Regions from separate parts of the Mus musculus genome. Here region 1 is linked to region 2. Evidence: chromatin contacts called from public promoter capture Hi-C data. All regions are on one chromosome and are shown on one strand. Each heading gives the region's core, a stretch centred on a gene start, on an enhancer-like site or on the middle of the called end of the contact. The rest is flanking DNA. Distances are from core to core; before and after follow the strand shown. Region 1 has its middle 9.5 kb from the start of Gm40084. Region 2 holds the start of Cd5l (CD5 antigen-like).

Region 1 (4,786 bases), core at 1,476-3,975, 44 kb before region 2:
AGGTGAGATGGCAAATGTTTGTTGTACAAGCCTGGTGACTTGAGTTCAGTGCCTGATTTCACATGAAGGTGGAAGGAGAAAACAGACTCACTCCACAGACCTGTCCTTTCCTGCCGTGCTGTGGCATGTGTTTACACCCACATCGGATAACACACTCACACAAGAATAAGATTCGTTGGGGTCCATTATGGGGCTGAGACGCAGCTTCTCAATTAAGTGCCCAATATGGCAGTGAGAATTTTAATCACCCATGAGCCTCACACAGACTACTCAGGAATATATATTCAGATTTGGCTGATTGTAGGAAATGTACAGCTTTTCCCTATTTAAAAAACAACAACAACAACAACACATTTTTCTTTTATTTTCTTTCCTTTTTATTTAAACTGACGATCAGGAAGAATTATATCCTGGGGTTGAGCCGATGTTGGACTTGCTCACAAGAGAGTTCTTCTGTCCCTTAGGTGTTCTTGGCTTTAGTTGTGTGAGAGAGGGCTGTGCTGTATTGCTAAGGCGGGAGCTTGTGATCCTCCTACGTCTGTGGAGCGATAGGATTGCAAGCATGGATCACTCCTGCCTGCCATTCAGCTTCCTTGGTATTGTGAACCTGACCTTCACCTAAGAGGTCCCCCACACACACCCAGAGAGAAGAGAATTAAAACAGGCAGATGTTGATTCTGAATAAAACTCGTTTGGAGCTACTAAGAAGCATAAGAAGACCTTTCTCATCTTGTGCAAAAACCAACTTAAAGTCTACAGAAACAAGGGCTGGAGAGCAACGAAGACATCTTAAGTTTCACAAACCTGTCTGAAATCACACTTGCATTTAGTAATTCAGGGCCAGCCCCTACGAGCTTTCCTCTGCGTGCTTGCCACAACTTGTAACTATTTCTTTATATTCTTTCCATTTCATTTCTCCAAAGTAGCATGTAGGGGCTTGTGTCTGTCTTATAAATTTTATATTTTGTTGAGGTCTGTTAATGGGCCTTGGGAAACTTTGGACCAGTGTTTCTCAATCTTTTTTTTTTTAATGGTCATGTGGGTCTCACCACTGGGGTGTTGGAATGTGGCTAATTGGGTGCCAGACTTGTGCTCCTGAGAGCCCAGGGGAAGCAAAACGAAGTCTAACATAGGGGTCTGACAGAGGTTGTGGTTCTCAAACTTCTGGGTAGTCAGTTGCTGCTGAGAACCACAAGGAGTTGAGAATGGGGCTCCCATCATTCTGTGTACCCCGCCCTGGGGACTGTGAAGAGTTGGGAACAGGGCCTGAGGGTGTGGATGTCGGTGGGAAATCCAACTTAGCTCAGTGTGAGTGCCAGGTATGTGGAGGGGTCTTCTGTGGGAGACTTAGGCGTGACTCTGTATGACAAAGGCTTCCCCCAACCCCATGGTGGTCCTTGATGAAGGAGACTGTCCTTGCTTGTCCAAACTGCTTTATTCATGGTGGATGAAGATGCATACAACTTACTCAGGGTGAACCAGAGATTATGCTACGTGACCAACACGGTCCTCTTAGTGGGTGTCATGGACAAGAATCTGGTCAGGAGCTAATTCAGACTCCTACCCACTCTCAGTTATGAGTTTTATCAGGGTTCTGATCTTTGCTACTGCCATACGAGTTCTTCTGTCTGGTGGCGCTATCCACTGCCCCACATGGTCATTCTTCTCAGACATCATTTTTTTAAAAGATCTGACCCCTTCTTCTATCAAAATTTAATACCACATGTTTGACTGCAACCCAAAGCATCTTTTAGTCATTAAACAAGAGTAAGAGGATTTTCACCTTCTCAAGAGTCAACTCTGCCCTTTTGAGATCGGCATCACCCTTGATGAAGATAGACACTCCTCAGCAATCTGAATGCTGAAAAGAAAGTAGTGGCTGTTCAAGGATGGTTCATGGCTGGCTTCTCTGTAGCTACCATGGCTGTCAACACAAGGAAGATGCAGATGAATATAGCTTTGACAAGCAGTGTGCCAAAGTCACACTAATTCCACACATAAATCAATGCAAGCTCACTCCATGGTCAACAGTGAACATGACGATAATCGCTGGCAGTTGGTTCGCATGGTTGGAAAGAGATGCTCAGAAGACAACATTCTGAACCTGTTGTCTACCTGCGACCTCATTATCACATCTGTTCCTGCTCTGGTTAAACACAGCCTGTGTTTTGCTTATATTGCAGACCTAGCACCCAGCAGAGGGCTTTGAATTGAAAACCAGGCTTCTAAATAGAATGGTGAGTGTTTAGTTAGGTTTTGATTTTATATAACAAATAATTCTTACTGCAACAACATGCCATGTAATATTGGGAAATATACTCATGTTTTAAAAAAGCCATTGGTTACTGAAATTCAAATATAAACAGAAGTGGTGAATTTGTTTGTTAAATATGAGAATCCTCACTTTTAATTTGCATGAATAAATTAGTGAAGAACATGTGTTAAATGGTCGCTAGTGCTCCAGACTGGATTTCCTTCTGCAACCGAAAATGCCAGACCGTATACTGCCCGTCACCATATACTTCCATGGGCAGAGAAGGAATTAAATCTTTAGGTTGTGTTTTGTTCGAGAGCTGGTGATGTAAGAAGGTGAGGGCTAACACCCTAAAATATTTCATCTGTGAAATACAGGAAAGTGTATTTCATCTGTGGCTGGCAGAAGGAAAGGAAGTAAGGGCAGTCAACCTTCTCCGAGCTCAGTCCTGCCCTCTCAAGCGCTGAGCACGTGAGAGCTGTGGTGTCAGCGTCCTTCCTTTCTCTCACATGCTTCCCTGCTATTGTCTCTCTGTGTAGTGGAGTCTAGATGCCTATCAAGGATGTTGAAGCTTACATCCTTCAAGCCCCATCTGGACTCTGGGGTGGGGGCTGGAGGCAGGGTTAACTTAGACTAAAGAAACTGCTAACAGTGAACTCTGAGCAGCCCACAGTGAAGAGTACAGACCTCTCTTTATGGTGCAAAATATGAAGTTCCCTTGCCTGTCTTCCCTGCCCCCTTTCACTTCTGCTTGAACTCATTTCATACCGAGATGAGCAAAGCGACTTTTCTGGTTTTTAAAATTGGAGAGAGGAAAAATGAAGCAGGCTCTGCTTAGCTCTTACCTCTTGATACAAGCTGGAATCTTCAGGCTATCCCTCCCTGGACCTAGGAGGAGTCTAGAATTAGCAAACTCTCAGAGAAACAAACATTGTCACATAGGTTCACATGTGAAATAAATACAAATAAATGAGCAAAGACACACGTGAACACATGGATGTTTACAAGGGAAGGCTATTGATATGACCAGACCCTCTGACTCTTAGCCTTGGGTTTTAGTCATGCACTGTGACATTTTCTAGATTGAACAGATGATATTGGGCTTTTAAAACTTAACTTCTGAGTTTGCACCAAGGCATGAAGCCTTAGGGAATATGGTTTGTGATTTTAGAGTATGATACAAAGTTGTGATGTTTTTGCTCAAAGGTTAGTAGCTGTCTCTACAAAAGCAGGACCACACTCATTGATCTAAAAAAAGTAATAAGGAGTACTATGAAGGCCACTAAATGTTCATGGAGATTATGATATATGTGGGGAAATGGAGTGCTGGCCCAAGGGAACCTGGAGCCACTATGCCCAGGCAGTCATGGTTGAAACAGTTGAAGCACATAGCATCCCCCACCCAATGTCTTTTCACTTTTGTAGGAACTGGTGATCAGGATAATATTTTGGGGTGATAAAATTTGTTGTGTGCCGCAAAGTACCAAATAGGATCTAGCCCCACACTGTTGATGCTTCAGATGTCCCCTTGCACCACTCACCCCAGATCCTACTCTGCATCCATGTCCAGGGAGCAAATCAGAGGGATGACACGTGAAACATACCTAAGAAATTACTGAGAGACATTGAAAACTAGAGATACTTCAGATGTTCAAGCAGGTCCTGTCTATGTCCTACAGGAACTGTGCCTAATGAATCTATGGATGCCCAAAGGGCACAACATCAGGTAATTGCAGAGGAGCACCTTGGGAAGAACTGACTCTCACTCGCCTCTTTGAGCAGGGATTTCAGAAACATACACCCCAGTTTCATTTAGGTGATGGGATAGATTTCCTAATTGGAACTAATATATGATCACGGTGAAAATGTTCCCCAAGAGACGAGCCAGTGAGGCCAAAGCAAGCCCAACTAGAGAGCTATACCGCTGCTCTGTCTGCTCAGCATCAAGTGAGAGCTCTCTCACCAGAGGTGCAAAGCACTTGCCTTAAGGAAGAAGTGAAAGCAAAGAAGCTTTGAATAAATTCAGTGAAGAAGAAAGTCACAGAGTCAGTGCTTCTCACCAGCCTCCATGTCAGTGAATGCCCATGGTCAGCACTAACCTTGTGCTGTAAAGTGTCCCACAGTTGACTTGAAAAAGGTTCGAGTCAACTGGCACCAACTGGGCCCTGCTGACACTAGACAGAATTTACTTACATTTCCTTCATGGGTGAGTCTATTTCTTTGGTGGTGTGTGGAGACCCTGATTGCTCATATAGCTTTAGCACCCTGAACATTTCTGATCTGAGATTTATCAAGAATAAGGAACCAGAGGTTTAGGTTATTTTGATTTAGGGTCTTAGCTTATGTTCAGATTTTTTTTTAAAAGAAAAGGATATCCAGTTTTGAGGATAATAATAGTATGTATTAACACTATGAAATAATAATTATTATATTTATTAGACCCAAATGTTAGGGGAGTAATCAATCACTTTTTGAGTGGGTTTAAGGTCTACTCCTTGAGACGGAAGCCAGACTTATACTGTTAATGAGGCC
Region 2 (4,330 bases), core at 1,385-3,884:
GGCATAATCCGTTATGGCTTCTGGCCCTGCATTTAGATGGGAGTAGGCAAATCCTGTTGTACAGAGCCAATAGTACAGATTGTTGATGTTGTAGGCAGCATGCTCAGTTACAACTGCTCAGCCCTGCCCCTGAGATATGAGAGGAGCCAAGTGTACGTGGACAAATGAGCGTTGCCAGATTCCCAAAAATCTTTCTTTATCTACATCATTTTAAATTTCAGGCATTTTTTTTTGTTTTGATTTTCCTCCACCATTTAATAGTATAAATGTCATTCACAGCTTGTCCACTGTGGTTCATTGACACTTACTTCAGATCAACAGGCCACGAGCAACAATTTATTTAGTTCAAAATTCTAGTGTAATCCAATCTGGCATATTGGAACATGAGACTTTTTTTTCCTTCTACACAATCTGTGTATAGTCATACTCTCTGTCACCTTCACACTGTGAAGCCTGGTAGCCCTAAGTTGTCCAAGAAGCCAAGGATTTTTAATTGTGTAATTTGTCCACCATATATGCTATAGGATTTTCCCAATAGAGCAAATATCTTTGGACCAGTCTAGAGGTTTTCTTTTTTCTTTTATTTATTTATTTTTTTTAATTAGGTATTTTCTTCATTTACATTTCAAATGCTATTCCAAAAGTCCCCCGACCACCCCCCACTCCCCTACCCATCCACTCCCACTTCTTGGCCCCTGTGTTCCCCCATACTGAGACATATAAAGTTTGCTAGACCAAGGGGCCTCTCTTCCCAATGATGGCCGACTAGGCCAACTTCTGATACATATGCAGCTAGAGACACAAGCTCAGGGGGTACTGTTCAAATGCTATCCTGAATGTTCCCTATACCCTCCCCCTGCCCTGCTCCCCTACCCACCCACTCCCACTTCTTGGCCCTGGCATTCCCCTGTACTGGTGGATGCTCACAGTCATCTATAGGATGGATATACACAGGGCCCCCAATGGAGAAGCTAGAGAAAGCACCCAAGGAGCTGAAGGGGTCTGCAACCCTATAGGTGGAACAGTCTAGAGTTTTTCAAATAGCTCCAAATAGCTCAGTGACTAATTCTGAAATACTTCTTTCTATAAATAGTTTTCAGGACCTTCTAATTCTTAATCTTCATGGTGAAGCCACTCTCAGTCTGAGGCTTTGTATATTACAACTTTCTAAAACTCACTTACACTATGTATATGCATGGTGTAACTTCCCACACAGGACAGGGAAACATTAAAAGGAAAGGGAGTGTAACAAGCTGACACACAGGAGCAGAAATGACACAGTGAGTAAATGACTTGGAGCCTTCTGATGTTGACTGGAGGGATGAGGGCAGTTGTCACAGATCTGAGGACTTTCTGAAGGAAATGAGACTTCAGGTGAGACCTTGAAGGCTCAACAGTAATCCACAAGAGGCAAGGCTAGTGTTGGTTTCTGCATGGTTGTAGAGATGTTTAAGATGTGGTAAAGACCCTTCATCAGACATATATGTCTGAAGCGGAAAGAACAGTGTAGGCTTTAGTGATGCTTTCAGTAATCAAGATACTAAAAATGGATGACACTTATAGGGTAGCAGATCAGCAGACATCACTGGCTATCACATATTAATCACATTATTAAAAGGCTTCTAGAAGGGCATGAACTTGTAGTCCTAGTACTGGATAGACAGAGGAGGGAGACTCCCCAGTGCTCATCGGCCAACCAACCTAGACTGATTGGCCAACTCGGGCCAATGGAATGGTCTCAAAATAAGGTTAACCAGCAACCCAAGTTTTCCCTCTGTTATACACACAAACACACAGACAACATACAAAATCCTTTTTAAAACTTTTTAGGATTTTAACTTCATCTTTACTTTAGAGAGCAAAACTTCAGTGAAGTATGGTAACCTAGAAATTCAGTTAAGAGCCATGACTAAAAATACATGTTTCTTTGCAATTCAAAACTCTAGATTATCCAGTATCTAGACTGACCTTGGGAAAATTAGAGAACCCTGTGAATCATTTCCAGAGGATGCTAGATTAATAGACTAATGAGAGATGGTTATTTTGCAACTCTACTTTCTTTCTTTCAATAAAGACTTTTAAAAAGATAGGGAAAGGATGTTGTCAAAGTCTTATTACAAGAAACAAAATACTCTCAAGGGGTAACTGTGAGCTAGCCAAGCAGATCCCCTGAGAGATGTCCTTTCTCTCCTTGCTCTACCTCACTTCTACCCAACATCCAGTCATTTTTTTAATTGTACATGTGTGTCAAAGGAAAATTTGTGTAGATATAAGGAAATAGACAGAAATCTGACAATCAAGGCAAACTCCAAATATGGCTTTAGGGGGCTTTCTAAGGTTTAGAATAAGTTACCATATATAGAAAACTGCTTTTGAAAGATGCCTGAATCAGGATTGGAGAATATCCTCCTAGTAACATCTCCAGAAAGCCCCAGACACTTGCCTCCTCTGTGACAAGATTAGCCACAGAAGCAGGGACACTCACCCAGCATCAAGTTGAACAATGGAGCCATGGCCCAGGCAGCTGACGATGGAGTGGTGAGACAGGCTGTAGGCCTCAGGCAGTGGTATTTGGTTTGAACACTAGAATAAGGAAGAGAGGCAGGTCCTGTGTGCAGTAGGAGCTTTATCAAATGACCAAAGGCCCAGGGGGTGGGACTGATAGAGCCAGATGTGCTGAGTTCAGCATGGCCAGAGGAAGGGAGGTGACTGAGTGGCCAAGATCCTGAAAAAATGTGGGTGGAGGGAGGCTTTCTTATCATGATTTCATCATACTGAAAGCCTAACTCAACCTGTCTCTGCTTTAGTTTCTGCTCTATGTTAATGAAGAAACAGTCTTCCTAAGGGAAGGTAGATACCCCAGTACAGTCCTCTTTCATTAGAAGCCTAGACCATATTTAGCCTCCATTGAGGGTCTGTGGGGCAATGACTTGACTTCCAAATGTAAGTCACGATTGTGGCATCTATCTCTGTTTTTAGGGATGGCTTTCCTACCTTCAACCAGCTTCCCGAGTGCTGGTCAGAAGCCTAACACATAGTCTGCTTGCTCTCCTAGGGTTTGCTAGTTGTACCCATCTTTGCAACTTGGATGGCCACAAATCCCTGTGGTGAGGGACAGACATCCTTCACTAAACTCAGGTGTTCTTCCAGTCTAAATTATGTTAAAAAACAAATTGAGCCGCATATCCATCAGGATGCTCAGCCCTCTCAAGTCCTCCATTATTAAGCACACCTGCCCTTCAAGAGCTAATTTAGTGGCACATAAAGCTTCAAGCATGGATATAACCTTGGCTCTTTCTAGCAAAGTAAGCTTTCCCCGATGGTGGCATAGCTTAGATTACTTAGCGTGAAACTTGGTTTACCATGGGGTTTAGTTTTAGTCCTTTATCTCTTTGTTTACTTATTTAAAAAAATAGTAAAAGAAGATAATAGTGTCAGTCAGTTCAGAATGGGAAGCCGACACATAATTCAGGGTTTCCTTTGGATGGAAAGTTTATTAAAAAGAGAAGATGCTAAGACCACGAAGGGGCCTTGAGGTGGAAGGGAGAACATTCGAAACAATCATATGAGGATCTAAACTTGATGGAACCTTACAGTGAAGGAGAGGTTTCCCTTTAAAACTTGGAGAAGTTCCATTATGAGTGAGATTGGGGGTGGGGGAGCGGGGCGGGGTTGAGACACTGACAGGGCATGGTGGGAGGAGGCAAAAGGAGCCTGCACAATACCTCTATGAGAAACTCCTTGTGAGGAGGCTCAGGCCCACCCCAAGAACAAAGGAAAGGTCTATCATTCTATAGCCTCTGAGGAGTAGCAGGAAGTCCTACATCACATGAGTTAGTTCATCACAGCAGAGGTGACAAAGGGCATGGAAAGCTGTCAAGTCACAGAACACACTGTTTCTTAACCCTGTCCCAGAGAAAGCTGCATGGCGTTACATGATACAGGCTTTGGGGTCTGGTCTAAAGGTGCAGGCCCATGTTCTAACAATCGTTTTCTCCAAAAACAGTTTTCAGCAGCCTTGAATCTCCAGAGGATGTGTTGAAGGAAGAGAGTGACCAGGGCTGGCTTGGAACCCCAAAAGAATAAGTCATAAAATCTGCTGTAAGACAGGGGAATGGAAGAATTTTGAGGACACAATGTAGGAAGTGACTACGTCTGCCTGAGGTGGTGACCAGGGGCTAAGAACTGAGAGTAGCAGAGCTTGGTAGGGCACAAGCCAACAAAAGCACAATTGTCCATTTATCAACAGCAGATGGGTGCCTGGGAGGGCAAAAAGGCAGGAGTTGGTGTGCTAGGGCCATGGGATACATTGTAACTAAAATGCTCTGTG

The links. Promoter capture Hi-C pulls out the DNA fragments that hold promoters and counts their contacts.
Region 1: a contact with region 2 is called in a promoter capture Hi-C map of macrophages, with 7 read pairs. The contact joins the enhancer-like site here to the promoter of Cd5l in region 2. A contact is called at or near these places in 6 of 39 promoter capture datasets (the C10 cell line, the SN4741 cell line, embryonic stem cells and 3 more), 1 of 15 datasets of contacts at CTCF or cohesin (pro-B cells), 11 of 484 Hi-C or Micro-C datasets (B cells, CD4 T cells, the CH12 cell line and 6 more), 4 of 115 datasets of contacts at active chromatin or transcription factors (the 230-238 cell line, CD8 T cells, bone marrow-derived macrophages and 1 more) and 3 of 9 other capture datasets (adipose tissue, liver and pancreatic islet).

Annotation. Positions count from the first base shown.
Region 1 is chr3:87,399,565-87,404,350 of GRCm38.p6, reverse strand. It overlaps a transcript of Fcrl1 not described here. Among named protein-coding and RNA genes, the nearest start is that of Gm40084, 9.5 kb to the left of the region's middle. Within about 2 kb of position 2,725, at least 81 of the 459 cell types and tissues checked have an H3K27ac peak or open chromatin away from gene starts, as enhancers often do. A contact at or near this core is called in the 230-238 cell line, B cells, CD8 T cells and 10 more, where this site is marked.
Region 2 is chr3:87,356,185-87,360,514 of GRCm38.p6, reverse strand. Cd5l (CD5 antigen-like) reads right to left here and starts at 2,634. Exons shown (of 6, transcript NM_009690.2): 1 at 2,486-2,634. The coding sequence starts at 2,513.